Linked DNA regions of Callithrix jacchus: region 2 is linked to region 1. The links are chromatin contacts, called in public Hi-C maps. All regions are on one chromosome and are shown on one strand. The core of a region is the stretch at or near the end of the contact, and the rest is flanking DNA. Distances in the headings are between cores, read along the strand shown.

Evidence for each region. Hi-C and Micro-C count contacts between places; a contact is called where the count stands out from the background.
Region 2: a Hi-C map of skeletal muscle shows a contact between it and region 1, with 2.8 times the contacts expected there. The contact joins the promoter of SGO1 here to the promoter of RAB5A in region 1. A contact is called at or near these places in 2 of 3 Hi-C or Micro-C datasets (both in skeletal muscle).

Annotation. Positions count from the first base shown.
Region 1 is chr17:58,458,563-58,465,939 of calJac240_pri, forward strand. It overlaps RAB5A (RAB5A, member RAS oncogene family), which reads left to right and starts at 3,739. Exons shown (of 6, transcript XM_002759644.4): 1 at 3,739-4,105.
Region 2 is chr17:58,677,597-58,684,973 of calJac240_pri, forward strand. It overlaps SGO1 (shugoshin 1), which reads right to left and starts at 2,987. Exons shown (of 8, transcript XM_078354397.1): 1 at 2,884-2,987; 2 at 89-237; 3 at 1-7. The coding sequence starts at 230.

The DNA.
Region 1 (7,377 bases), core at 2,489-4,988:
AGGTCGGGAATTTGAGACCAGCCTGACCAGCAAGGAGAAATCCCATCTCTACTAAAAAATATAAAATTAGCCAGACATGATGGCACGTGTCTGTAATCCCAGCTACTTGGGGGTGGGGGGGCTGAGGGAGGAGAATTGCTTGAACCTGGGAGGCAGAGGTTGAGGTGAGGTGAGATTGTGCCATTGCACTCTAACCTGGGCAACAAGAGTGAAACTCCATCTCAAAAAAAAAAAAAAAAAAAGCAATATAAAATAATACAAATTGAAAAAAACACAACTATTTACCTATCATTTACATTGCATTAGGTATTGTAAGTAATCTGAAGATGATGTAAAGCATACAGAATAGCCTACATGTAAATACTACGCCATTTTATGTGAGACTTGAGTATCTGCAAATTTTGATACCCACATGGTGGGGGAATAGGGTAGTATCCAAGAACCAGTCACCAGCAGATGGACTGACTATATAACCCAATCCCTATCTCATGGAGCTTATATTCTAGTAGGGATAGATAACCATCAAGTGGAACGCATATCTTATCAAATAGTGTTAAGTGTTATTTGTTAAGATATAGAAGACATGAAGACAACAGTCTGCTTTTATGTTTAAGAAAGCACTTTAGAATTAGTGGACTTAGAAGTCCTGTAGGTAGGTGACATTGAGCTAAAGCCTGAATGATGTTCTCCAAAGGCACAAGCTTTTCAAACATGACTAGCTCAAGCTTCACAGCCTTTTTCACTAACTTGTTACCATGCCAATGTTAGAGTTACCGTTGGTTTGTCTCCAGAAAAAATTTTGAATTGTCTCCAGATAGTTCCAATTAAAAGTAAATGAAACCATTCATTATCATCTATTCAAAGATTCATTCTTCAGCTACATAAGGGAGGACAGATTTCCTGGAAGAGATGGAAAAGGATATGGGGTGCTGTGAATGGTTGGGAGACACCTGCCACTGGGAATTTGTGATTGAGTATTTAGAGATTTGAGGGCAGTATAAGCACTAATGTTTAAGTCTTTATGATTATTTATCCATTTTGTAGCTTCCTTAACAAATTCTATCAACTGATAGGATTCTACATTTGACACTAAAATATATACAATTATCAGTCCTCCTCATTTATCTGGGGTTATGAAAAAGAAAACACAGACATATTGCAAGTGGCAGTACAACAGAGCTTTACCATGGCATTTCAATTTCTCTAAAATTACTACCGGATCTTTAGAAGTGCCAGCCACCGGGGCAGCACTCTTCCAGGCAAACATTATGACTAAACTGTAAAATATTGTGAGATATATTCATGAAGGAGGTGAAGACAAAATCAAACAGAAACGAGTGAGGAAGCAACATACTGAAACGATGAAATAGGGAGGGTTTTTTTTGGCAATTTATAAATTTCAGCATCGAATGTTTTAGTTGTGAGGTCTTCTTAGTCTAATGTTCACCATTCTAAACATAATTAAGTTCACCAATACTTTGGGGGTCTCTACTATAGCAATCAAAGGTCTTCTGTGAAGAGCTGAAATGATGAATAAGTGATAGTCCCAACCCTTAAAAACCTTATAATGCAATGAAAGGCTAAGGAGAAAAGTTCAGGTGCTCATTAACTATTAAAATAAGGCCGATTTTAAGACAGTTATTATAGAGACTAAGGCAAAGTATTGTGAAATTATAGAAAAAAAAATAATTGAATCCAGTAGAAGTATCTGCAGATACTGTCCAGAGTAACTGGTATCCTGGCTGAGATGGAAACAGCAGTTATGGGCAATAATGGTGTTCTAAGTGTAGGGAATAAAGTGATCAGATACCAAGATGGCAACACATAGGCAATATTCAGGGAACACAGAGTAGATACGTGTGGTTAGGGGACAAATAGTTTGGTGAGAGGGATTCTATAGAAATGGAACGAAAGAAACATGGGTTGGGACTAGAGTTAAAAGAACTTTAGAGTGGCAAGTAATGAGATACCACTGAACATTTTTTAGTAGAGTGACTGGCTAAAGTGTAAAGAATGGACAGAAAGAGCAGCAGTATGCATTAATTCCAGTTTATTTATAGAAACACTACCGTGGACGAGGTGTTGGGATTAGACCTCAAATTTGGGGATTATATAATTTGTTGATGGAATGGACAACGGTTTGTGAGGAGAAGGAAGAGCTGAAGATGATTCTGCCTTTCCAAGTCTGGGTGACTGGGAGGATGTTAATGCCAGTCTCTAAGCAGAAGCAGGTTTGGAGTGGAATAGGTTTGGTTTTCGCATGCTGCTGACATGACTGATGAGACATATCCTATTTCCTGGTTCCTCTTGGGATTGTCCAAGAGCTATTACCATGACTAACAGTTCATATTGGAACTCCTTGTAGATAAAACGCCACAGGTACAATTTACGTATGACACACTACGTTCTTCTGGCACTTGGGTAGTTACTATGAAAGACTGGCTGTTCAAAGTTCAAATCATCTTCATGGCACAATGCCGACTGCGCACCCACAGGATACCTTAACCTGGTGCGCTTCAAAGACAATATTCTCGCCCTCACAACAGAGCTATACATTGTAAACTGCAAACTGAAAAGTAGCCTTTATTCCAAGGGAAAGATCAATGGAATATTCTTCAACCAAATTACCAAAACAATTTTTTTGGCAGGGGCTGGGGCAGAAGCCTCGCCAGAGACTGATTGTGGGGTGGGGTCCAACAAAAGCACATCTTCAGTAGGTCCCCCGTGTAGGGGAACGAAGGTCTTGGGTTATCTTTCACCAGAATTGTGTTCAGCAACTCACATTCTGGAGCCAACCCGCAGATTAGAATTCAGCTTCGGCACCACCCAGCAGTGATCTCGGACAAATTAACATCTTCTGCCTCAAATTCTTTACCTGTAAAACATCCATCGCTGGGACTGAAGACTTGGCTGCCAGGCACTGGGCTAGATACAGGTTTACAGCGGTGAGGACCACTAAGGTGAATTAAAATTCGAATGTAGGGAACAGGCGTTAACAAGTTATTTTCAGAATGAAAGACTCCTAGTGTAAGAATTCAACGGGATAATTCCTGTAAAGCATTTAGTGCAGTAAAAAAGCTAGATACTATTTTAGGATTTGACCCTACCCGCCCCCTACCAAAACCAGGTAAACTCTCAGTGGAAGCGACTTATTGTTACGCGCCTAAAGGCGACTTTTGGGATAGAGAGGGCCCTCTCTTCCTCCTTAGGGTAAGTGCGATTTACCAGTCTTTATCGACCCACCCAACCCCAGGGACGTTTTGAGGGAAGAGGTTCTGTGGAGTTAAGACGTCTAAGTGCCCTCTAATAAAGCCCCTTCGCAAAGGTGCCAGATTGGGGTGAGGGAACCTCTCTGCTCCCACAAGGGCTGGGCACAGAAAAAAAAACAAAACACAAGTTCTTTTGGTCTTCTCCCAAAGGAGAGTAAAGGAATTTTCCCCGCCCCCAGCAGCCTGCAGCCCAGAGACCCTCGCCCAGCTAACAGTGGCGCTGGAGAGGGCGTGCCCCGCGCATCTGCGGTGGGGGAAGGGAAGAAAGGCGGCCAGAGCGGCTCAGAGCCTCTCGCAGGGTCACGTGACATTCTGCCTCGCCCCGCCCCGCGAACAAACCAGGGCGGGGAGGGATTCGGGAAGGGGCGGGGAAACGGCTGGAGAGGGCGGACTGGCAGTGACGGGAAGTGACGAAGGGGCGTAGTTCGTTGCGTGCGGCGACGTGGCGGTGGGGCCGACACCGGGCAGCGGAAGTGGCTCCAGCGGTGGGACCTGAGTGTTTGTGTTTTGGTTCGTGAAGGAGCCGGCGGCTGGCCTGAGGGGAGGAGGCAGAGGGAGGAGGAGGCAGAATTAGTCGGAACTCGAGCGCCGGCGGCGGCGGCGGAGGAGGAGGAGAAAGGAAAGAGGAAGGCGGAGCGGCGAGAGGCGGAGACGGAGCCCGACAGGGGCGGCACCACAGCAGGAGCCCCGCACAGTCCAGTGTGAGGGGAGCGGCGCGAAGAGCACACACCACCGCCACCACCACCACCGCCATAGACACACTCGTCCCACGGGCCACGCCTGGGCCTTGCTGCCAGGAAGCTTCGGCCCCGCAGCTCCGCTTGCTGCTGTCTCAGGTAACCGAACCGCCCCTCCCCCTGCGCAGCGGGGGCATGGACCCCACGTTATCCGCGGTCCCCAGCCTGTCCGCGGCCCTGCCGGCACTGAGACCCCCGCCCCTTTTCCCTCACGCGCACCAGTGTCCTGGGCCAGAGAACTTCCGAACTCAGCGTCTTGTTCTGCCAGCCCTGGTGACTCATCCTCAAGGGGCTCTGGAGACCGGGATTTGGGGACTGACTGAGGGAGCGACGGGTGTCACCCTTTCCCTTCTCAAGATGGCGCCGTGGAAAGTGTACTGGAGGCCGCGGTTCCGCCTGTTCCCTGTCCTGGCAGTTCTGGGGGTCTCGGTCAAAGCCGGCTAGGTTCGGGGGAGGAGGTTGGAAAGGCCAAGGGACCTGGCGAGTGCTGCTTATCCAGGAGAGCTGGAGTTGGCTATTAGCTACTCAAGTGCTCTCCTAGCAGGAACCCGGGCCTACTGCAGGTGTGAATGTGGGGAGCTCCGCCTACTCTCAACTTCCAAACACCGGTGGTGGAGGGGGTGGGGGCCTTGTCAAAACAGCCTGTCTAGAGACTCGCCTCTTATATATGTGGAAGGTAGTGTATTACGGCTCTAAAGAGATTCAAGATAACAGGACCGCTGAACTCCTTCACTGTGTAGAGACCTTGAAAGTTGCTCTGATGTCTTCCCTGGAAGCTGCTTTACCTTCTGAGACTTCCAAACTTTTGAGTTCAGAACGTCATAGTTCGCATATTTAATTTTTGTATCGCTTTAGTGGAATCAAGGCGTTCAATCAGTTGTTGCCTTACACATAATGAGACAAAACAGTTGCACCTCTGGGAATACTGAGGATTGCTCATAAACTTTATTCCTATAGTAAAATGGAAGTGATAACTCAGCATTTGTGTAAGCAAAGTACACGGAACAGTGCCCGGCACAAATTAGTAAATTTTTTGATCAAACAACCCGTAGAAGGATTTTAACTATAGAATGAATAACAGTTATTTTTAAAAGATTATAAATGTATATTTTGCAAGATTCTTGTTTTGCAAAACGAGTTTCAGTAAGAAGTGAACACAAATGAATGCACTTAATTTTTAACCTTAGTGTTAGGCTAAGTGTATGTTTACTATTAAGTTATTTCTTGTTTGAGATCCCTGGGTGGGAATGGGGGGCTGGGGGTCGGGGGAGTAACCACAATTGAGTAGCTTTGAACCTTAAAAGTCAAAGTGAAATCAGAATCTTGTTTGATTTTGATTTCTTTTTTTTTAGTGAGAGAGTGGGAGTCTGCTGTCCCTGAAATTTTGGAAGTACCTTAGAAATTTGGAGCATACTGTCCCTGATAAATAATTTCTTATTTAGTAGTTAAAAGGATAAATGGAAAATGTTTCAGTTGATACTTAGTGTATAATATCTGAAGATGTGTTGGTACATTTTCAGAATATATGATGTTCTATTGGTATTTTATCATTTTCTTATCAAAGGACCACATTATAGGCAATTTCAGTCCCTACTGTGTGTATTAGAGATTATTTACATGTGTTGTTTCATTTAATTCTCACAGCAGCTATGCAAGTTAGATATTATGGGAATAGAGACTTGGAAATTAAAGAGTTTGCCCAGGCGGAAATTGGTGTCGCCAGGATTAGACCCCCAAATCTAGTGTTTGTGGGGGAGGGGGCATTTTTATTTATACCTTGTTATTTGGAAGCAACTCAGATATTCTGTCTTTAAATATTTCAGTATGTAATGGTAAAAGATAAGGACTCTAAAAAGCTGGTGTTTAGTTAAGGCAGGGAGGCAATTTTATTGCCTTAAGAACATCTCATGGATATGTTAGTTCATTATGAAGAGTGTTTTTTATAAACTCAATTTATGAGGAAGGCATATTTCTTTCATTTTTTGTTTTTAATATAGAGACAAGATCCCACTATGTTGCCCAGGCTGGTCTCAAGCAATCCTCCTATCTCACCCCAAAGTGTGGGGATTACTGGTGTAAGCCCCTGTCTCTGGTGCAAAAGACATATTTCTTGTATGAGGTAGCTAAATGAAATATAGCAGGGTTTTTAGAGAAGGAATCATCAGGTTTGATATATTAGCATATATTTGGATTTTGGTTAAAGATAGAAGGAAACTGTGAACATTGGTTTGTGAGTTGATTGAAAAAAGTTCTTCAAATATTCACTAATTCCTTAGAGATTAAAAGTTAGCATTATTAGATAATGGTAACACATAGAAGTCACCATTCAGGCTAGTTTTTTTTACTGTGTTGTTTAAAAAAAAAAATAATGGCCTGCAGGCTGGCCATGGTGACTCACACCTGTAATCCCAGCACTTTGGGAGGCTGAGGCAGGAGGATTGCTTGAGCCTGGGAGTTCTAGATCATCCTGGGCAACATAGCAGGGCAATGTCTGTACTGACAAATGAGCCCAGCATGGTTTTGAGTGCCCTGTAGTCCCAGTTACTCAGGAGGTTGAGGCAAGAGGAGTGCTTGAGCCCAGGAGGTTGAGGTTGCAGTGCACTCCAGTCTGGGTGAGAGAGCAAAATCCTTTCTCAAAAAAATTAAAGTTTATAAAAAATGGCATGCATATTGTTCATCCAAAAACTACAAAAAAGTTAGTTAGTGTAAGTAAATAAATGAGTAATAATCCCACCACACAGAAAACAACTGTTAACATTTCTATGTGTGGTATACTTGAGCAGATGAGGAAACAGTTTTAAGTCTTTCCGCCATTAGGCACACAAACCCAGGTGACTGAAAATATTTGTTGTCGAAATTACCATTAAACATTGTTTAACAGAAGACTTTAAGTAATAATAAATTCTTGGATCTGCTCTAAAAGCTTCTCAGTTATTAATAACATAATTTTTCTCAAAAAAAATGTTAACCCAAGTAGCCTGGCTCTAGAACTTGAACTCTTGAGTCATCTCTCAGGTTCCCTGGATTTGAAACTCAGCTCTGTGTCACTTCTGTCACAGTAACTCTGTGACCTCAAGTAAGCTTTTTCACATCTCTGGGCTTGCTTCCTCATTTATAAGGATTGTAATAATATCTCATTTTATAGGATTGTTGAGAAGTTAAGTACTTAAAGTACTGCCTGGCACAAAGTTGAAGCTTTGAGAGGTTAGCCTTAAAAAAAAAAAAAAGTGATTTTGAGCTCAAATCCTATACCTTTAAATTTCCTGTAAAAGATAGTGACCTATTCTAAAGGATGTTGAAGGTCTAGTAGAGCTTAAAATAATCATAATATGCTATAGGCAAAATTTAAAGTGATTAATAGTAAATTTGCT
Region 2 (7,377 bases), core at 1,737-4,236, 220 kb after region 1:
GTGCTGGCTAAAAGTGGATAAAAAATTTATCAGTTATTAAATCTAAACTTTAAAAGTGATATAAAAGAACAACATAAAAATCTCTTACTGATTGCTTGGCATGGTGCAACTGTAAAAGACCTGCGTTTGCCAATCTCTGCCAAGTTTTTATTCCTTTTCTCTTTCATTCTCTTCTTTATGTCTTCAAGACTATCTTGAAAGGACTTTTTCAGGCACCTTTCCTTGGCCATATTCTGCCTAGACAATAAAAAATAATTTTTATCAGAGAGAATATATCAAATATAAAACTTAAAAAACACAGACTGTTCATAAAGAATGCATTAAATAAACTGCAGAATTAGCTAAAAGTAGTTAGCTAACTTGATAATAAATTTTGGACCTTTAAAATCTCATTAATATTTTTGATGTCATCTCAGGCACTTTATAGTAAAGCTTTATTGAATATAGATTTCCAACCCAAAGATTCCACAATAGTCACTTATTCATTCTTTTAACAAATACTCACTATAGGGTATATGCAACTGAAATGCTGCTGAAAATGCTTATTATTCTATTTGTGCCATTATTATTTATGCTTTTTATAGAAAATGTTTAGGACCAACTTTTAGTGCTTAGGCTTACAGCATTAGTTCAGAGGCAATCACATATTTGGGTTTTGTTTTCCAGCTCGTCTCTAATGATTAAGTCATCAGATTAGGCCATTCAATTATTCTCCCATACTCTTTTAACCCAAATATCACTTATGATATTCACACACTCCCAAGAAAGTCAAGGTGATCCTCTGAGGTTTAAACTATGTAGCACTGCATACAATTTTAATAGGCTATTGTAACAATTACAGAGCTGGAAAGAGCAGGAACTTGGGCAGAGGAACAATCTAGCATTCTAAAAGTATGGCTAAAGTTTAGGGCTCTTTACTCCCAATAAATTATGAACATAGCAAAGATGACATTAAATATTGTTCTACATACAGTCAAACGTAGCAAAACTGACAGGGGAATATACTATTGAGTATATAAGTATATGTGTATAATCTTTCAATGCTGCAAATCAGGTAGGCTTTAGCATGCTACTAAACATGTCAAACTACTTTTCACAAACATCTTTTACTATAGATTGCACTTTGCAGATCTCAGAATTGCAAAAAAAAAAAAAAAAAAAAAAAAAGAAAGAAAAAGACTTGTTTCCAATAATAATCTATGCATACAATTTCACCATAAAGGATATCTTCCTAAACCTTACACTCTCTTGAGTATTTTCTCCAGGCCTTATTTTCCTTTATGCAGTGTCTGGAATCTTAAATATAGATACTGTAGATACCACTTAAGGGCTTTCTTTCTACCAAGGTATATACAATACATACTGGGAGGTTCTTAGCAGAGCTAGGGCATCTATTTTTAAAAGCACTAATGGTAAGGTTATTTCACACAATTCAGTTAGAATTGGAGATGTTTGAGAGTCATAAAGATTAAGTTACTGATTTAGTTTATTTTAAAGGCAAAGCCTTTACCTAAAAAGTTTTAGTTATTACTTTTAATCAAGTTAAAATCACAAAAGAAACTTTCCATAATAAAAGTTTTATATCCTGTTTAAGGCGAAGGTGATAGCAGGGGGTGGGGAAGACAGAATGAAAGCAAAGAAAGGCTACAGTGCGAGGTGACGGTCTCAATCTGTACAGTACTCCCGTAAGCGTTCTGGATTAAAAAAAAACCTAGCATATTTGATCTCAAATTAGTCCTGCTGCGAAGACAGCCAAGTAGGACACTAGTCAGTGCCGGCCTCTCCAGGGCAACTGAGGAAGATAATGGCCTGGACTAGGAAGGACGTCAACCTTAAAACGCTGCACAAAGAACTGCTGTCAATTTTCTTGTGTCTTTAGGTTGAGCAGACTTTTAACTACTGTAAAAAGCTTTGCACATCACTTAATCTACACAATTCTGAAAAGCAGGAAGTTAGGATCTCCATTTACTTAACATAGAAGCCGGAACATCTGAAAACGCAGATCGAGTGGCTGAACGGCAAAAAGCGCGCGGTCAGTGGGACTCCACAGCCCACGCTTTCGGCCACCGAATTTAGAACGATACTGAGAACCGAAGGGAAGTCAAACAGGGATCATCACTACGCCCTAGCCTCACACCTTAAAAACTACGTCCTACTCTTTCAGGGACTCCGGAAAAGCCGAGGGGAGGTGGGGCTGGCGGATATGGGCCCGGCGAGCCTCCTGCCGCAGGCGTGTCCACAACGATACCTTGGTGACTACTTCTGCCACAGCTATCTTCCTCCTCCTAACATTTCAAGGCTTTTCAAGGTTCTGCCGCCACGCACGAGCCCGGCGCGCTGGGCCCTACAGGGCCGCAGCACCGTCTCCAGTCGCCTGCAACTTCCGCCGCCACATTCGAAATTCTCCGCCTCGCTCATCCATTGGTTGGTTGACGCACCCAACACCACCTGCGCAGGCAGAGCCCCGTCAGATCAGGCGACGTCACGTGACGCACACTCGCTCACGTCCACATCCGGGCACCCACCGGCCCCCAGCTTCTCCCGGGGGCGGAGCCCGCAACCCGCAACCCGCAATCCGCAACGCGCCGGGATTTTTTATTCGTAGACGCGGGGCTTTTAAGGGTGGAGTCGCTCCGGGACCTTTAAGGCGGGGTGTGTTAGGTAGTCCAAAGCTTCTTGTTTTCTTCAGCCTGACAGCTTCCAATGTCCCGGGTTGTGCTCAAAGGCTCCCTCTTGTGAGAAGAATCTCTTTGGTTGCCCGTTTAAGCAGTCAGCCAGCTTTGCAACACGGAGGCAGCTTCTAGGGAAGTTAAAAGCCAAACAGGGAGCAAATTCTGGGTTAAAGAGGTATTATTAGGGAAACTTTAGATATCTGAAATTTACCTTCATGTTCTTTCTCTTTGCCGTATACCTCTGGCTCTTTAACACTCTTCTCGGGAAATGGCACCAACATCCATCCAGGTAACCGACCAGAAGCCTGATAAATCATCCTTAATGATCTTTATCCTCTCTTAACCTTTCCCCGCCCGTCCGGTCAGTCACACTGTCCTCTAAACTTAAGTTTTTCTCACGCCCACTTTTCCCCACTAATCCAGCGTCCAACCTAATTTCATTCCCTAAATTCCACTAGTACCCACTCTGACTGCAGACTCCACTCTCTATATTCTTCATAGAGTAATATTTTTACAAAGCAAGTATCAAATAGGAAACTTCCCAGTGGCTCCTTATTGCATTTAAGGTGCAGTCCAAACTCCTTTAAGATATTTTATCCTCATAGAGCACCATGATTTCTGGTTATACCACTTGTACATTTTCTTTAATTGCCTTAAAATTCCTACTACTTTTGCTAATGCTGTTTTGTCAAGAACATTCTTTCCCTTGGCTGGACTTACTCCTGTGTATACTGAAGTTCTCACTGTAGAGGAAGACTTATCTTCCCCTAAAGCCCCTTAGTACCTGCTTTATACTTTCTTACCTCAGCCTCCCGAGTAGCTGGGATTATTGGCGCCTGCCACTATGCCGGGATAATTTTTGTATTTTTTAGTAGAGACGGGGTTTCACCATCTTGGCCAGGTTGACCTTGAACTCCTGACCTCGTGATCCACCCGCCTCGGCCTTCCAAAGTGCTGGGATTACAGGTGTGAACCCAACCTGTTCTTTTTTAAAGGTAACTAGCACATGCCCACTCTAGTGAGAATGGGCAGAGGGTTTTTTTGTTTGAGGTCAGAGAGTATGAAGTGAAAGTGAGCAGAGAGTAAGGCCAGCTTCATGAGCAGGCAACCAGTGCTCTTAGAAGCGTTGTGAATTTGGTTTAATGCTCTGCTGTTGCCATCTTGAAATGCTTAGTGGTTGATATTTGAACGTAGGTTTTGTAAGTGATGTCTGATGAGATAATGGAGCAATCTTGTGAGCAAATGTAATTCATGCAATGTTTGTGTCTGTCACGGTTTCCTGCTGCCCTATGTCTTACAGTCTTCAGGATGCTCACTAAATGGCTTCCATGAAACACTTATTTTGTACTTAGAGACCTAAGTGCAAAGTGCTCAGAAAGGCTCACACTTGCCATCTTGAAATTATTATGTTCTTTGAGACGGTGTCTTGCTCCCAGGCTGGAGTGGTGGTGCGATCTCAGCTCACTGCAACCTCCACTTCCCAGGTTCAAGCAGTTCTCCTGCCTCAGCCTCCCAGGCAGCTGGGATTACAGGCATCCACCACCACACCCTGCTAATTTTTGTATTTTTTGTAGAGACAGGGTTTCCCCATGTTGCCCAGGCTGGTCTCAAACTTCTGAACTCAAGTGATCCACCCACCTTAGCCTCCCAAACCGGGATTACAGGCTGAGCCACCATGCCCAACCACCTTATTGTATTTTCTAACCACTTACACTAAAAGTGATGGCATGAGAGGAAAAGGAAAGATAAGACATTCCACAATTCCTTTTCTTTTCAGTCCTTCTCTACTTACCGGTAAGCTGAAGGTATTTGTCTTGCATTTGGGACAAGGAGCGTCATATTTTCATTTCACATTGGCCTACACAGATTATATAGCTGGCCCTGACCAAAGGCTTGGAGATTCTGACTTTTTAAGGTGTGTCTTGCCTGTTCCGCTTTTAAGAATGAGTCAGACTTCAAATCAGGTCTTTATTATTAAAGCCTTCAATAATCAATAATAGAAATGGCTGAATTTAGGGGCGATGAGGGAAAATACCACCAGAGTCCTAGCATGAGTAACTTGTATGTACCAAAATGTACTACTGCCTCTGATTTTAGGGAACTGAATTCCTGTTGGAATCAACAGCTCTTTTAAAATATTGTGGAAACTACAACTGTTGCCAGGAAGAGTGCACATATTCCTTTTTGAACAAATGTGTATATTTCAAAGAGTACGTGTGAATTGAAGTTTGAACCCAGGAAGCCTGGCTCCAAAGTCCATGCTATTAACAACTAGACTATAGTCTGCTATTTCTCCCTTTTATTATAACACAGTAGTACCCAGCCTCATTCAGAGATAATCCATGGTTGAATTATATCAGCAAAGTTGTATAGGAACACGTCATCTAGCTGATAAACTGAGAAGAACCTATGAAAGGGGACCCAAGTAGTCAAAATTCCTTGTTTAATTAATAGATATTAGAATGGTTATGGCATAATTAAAATCATTTTAACTTCTTAAAACTCTTGCTCTCAAATAGTGAATATTTGTAGCTGCATTACTTTCAGGGTTTTTCAAAATGTGAATGCATGTTATTTCTACTTTTGTTAATTTCAGCTTTATGATGTACTTAAAATATAATGAGCCCGGGTGTGGTGGCTCATGCTTGTAATCCCAACACTTTGGGAGGCCGAGGTGGGTGGATTGTTAGGTCTGGGGTTCGAGACCAGCCTGGCCAACATGGTGAAAACCCCATCTCTACTAAAGAACAAGAAGTTAGCCAGGCATGTTGACACACGCCTGTAATCCCAGCTACTCAGGAAACTGAAGCAGGAGTATCGCTTGAACCTGGGAGGCAGAGGTTGCAGTGAGCCGAGATCACACCACTGCACTCCAGCCTGGGCGATAGGGTGAGACGCTGTCACAAACACACAAAAAGGTGTGTGTATATATATATATATATAATGAACACTCACATTCTCCCCTGCAAGTTCCTAAAATCCCAGTAAAACTGCTAATTTTTAATCTTTAACTGCCTTGTGCCTAATATTTATTACTCTATGCAGATTTTACTGACTTTGATTTTTACTTTGGAGCTGAAGTTCTGCACTGACTTGATACCTTCTCTTTCTTTTTGATTTCTCCTTAGTTGTTCTTTTCTTCTGACAGGGTTTCTCACTCTGCTGCCCGGGCTGGAGTGTAGTGGCGCAATCATGGCGCATAGAGCCTTAACTTCTCGGGCTCAAGTGATCCTACCACCTCAGCCTCTTGAGTAGCTGGGACCATAGGCATGCATTGCTATGTCCAGATAATAATAAAAAAAATTCTGTAGAGACGGTCTTGTTATGTTGCCTGGGCTTGTCTCAAATTTTTGGGCTCAAACCACTCTCCTGCCTTGGCCTCCCAAAGTGCTGAGATTATAGGCATGAACCAGTATACTTAGACCTGTCCTTAGTTTTTATTATTATAATAATTTTGTATTTTTATTTTTTCTTTCTGGTTTATGTTCTCTCATGATCTCCTTACGGTTTTTAAAGAAAAAATTAAATAAAACTCTTCTCTGTTTATTTGGCAGTCAAAAAATATATTAATTTGTCTCCTCTCTCGAATTAATATTCTAAAAAATATTTTTTGAGAAAGTTTCATACAGTAGTTATCATAGATTGTAGTGTGGATTAACTTGAATAGCAATACAAAAATTAGTGATTTGGTGACCAAAATCGTCAGAACTGAAATACAGAGAAGCATCAAAATGTTTCATTTTTTTGACATCTGCTTTTATTAGTTTAGTACTTTTTTCAGCTCAATAGGAACAGGCTTTGGCGAGTTTGTACATTCATAAAGTGGGCAGAAGACTTCAAAGAATAGATAGCACTTTATGCTGTTTTTATGATTCATTTGTATTTTTCAGAAATATGCATATGTATTGCTTTCATAAGGCTATTATTTATTGTATGGTAACGTTCATGTCCTACAGTTTTTTTTGTTTTTTGTTTTTTTTTAAGTGGCTCCCATTTCTCTTAGCATAGCGAGACATAGGAACATTTAATTGAATTATAATGGCTAACACTGAATGAGGGCATACTTTGTGCCAGCAAATGCCGGTGCTTTATATGAATATTTTATGAGTTATCATTTTACCCTCATGATAAAGCTTATAAAGTTGGCAATGTTATTAAACCTATTTTATCAGTTGAAGAAATTGAGGTGTAATGTGGTGAATCTAGTAAGCATGAAGCCAGGTTCAAGGTTTGGTGTAAGTCTGATTCCAGGGCCTGTGTCCTTTATCATGATGCCGTAACTTTAAATAAGTTTTAATTTATTAATGCTTTGATATTTCATCAAATCATTTAAATGTCTAAAGGCTTACCATGTACAAATGTGAGGAAGTCTTTGGGAATGGCTAATTAACTGTATTTAACAAATTAAGGTCATATGAATGAAGCAGATAAGCAAGGGAATGAGTATGGACAGAGAAAGGAAGAAGCTTCAGGTCACCAGCATTAAGTTGGTGGGCTCATCAACATTAAGAGATTGAGGAGAAAGGAGAAACCAGTGAAGAAAGTTGAAGTGTGTCCAGGAGAAACTGATGAAAAGCAGTGTCTTAGAAGCCAGGTGGTGGAGTGGTAGGGGTAAACGTCAGGTTGAAGTGGGTTCAAGAGAAGATAGGAGGAAAGGAATTGGAGAAAGTGAGTACATAAAGCTCTTTTAAGAAGGTTGAATGGG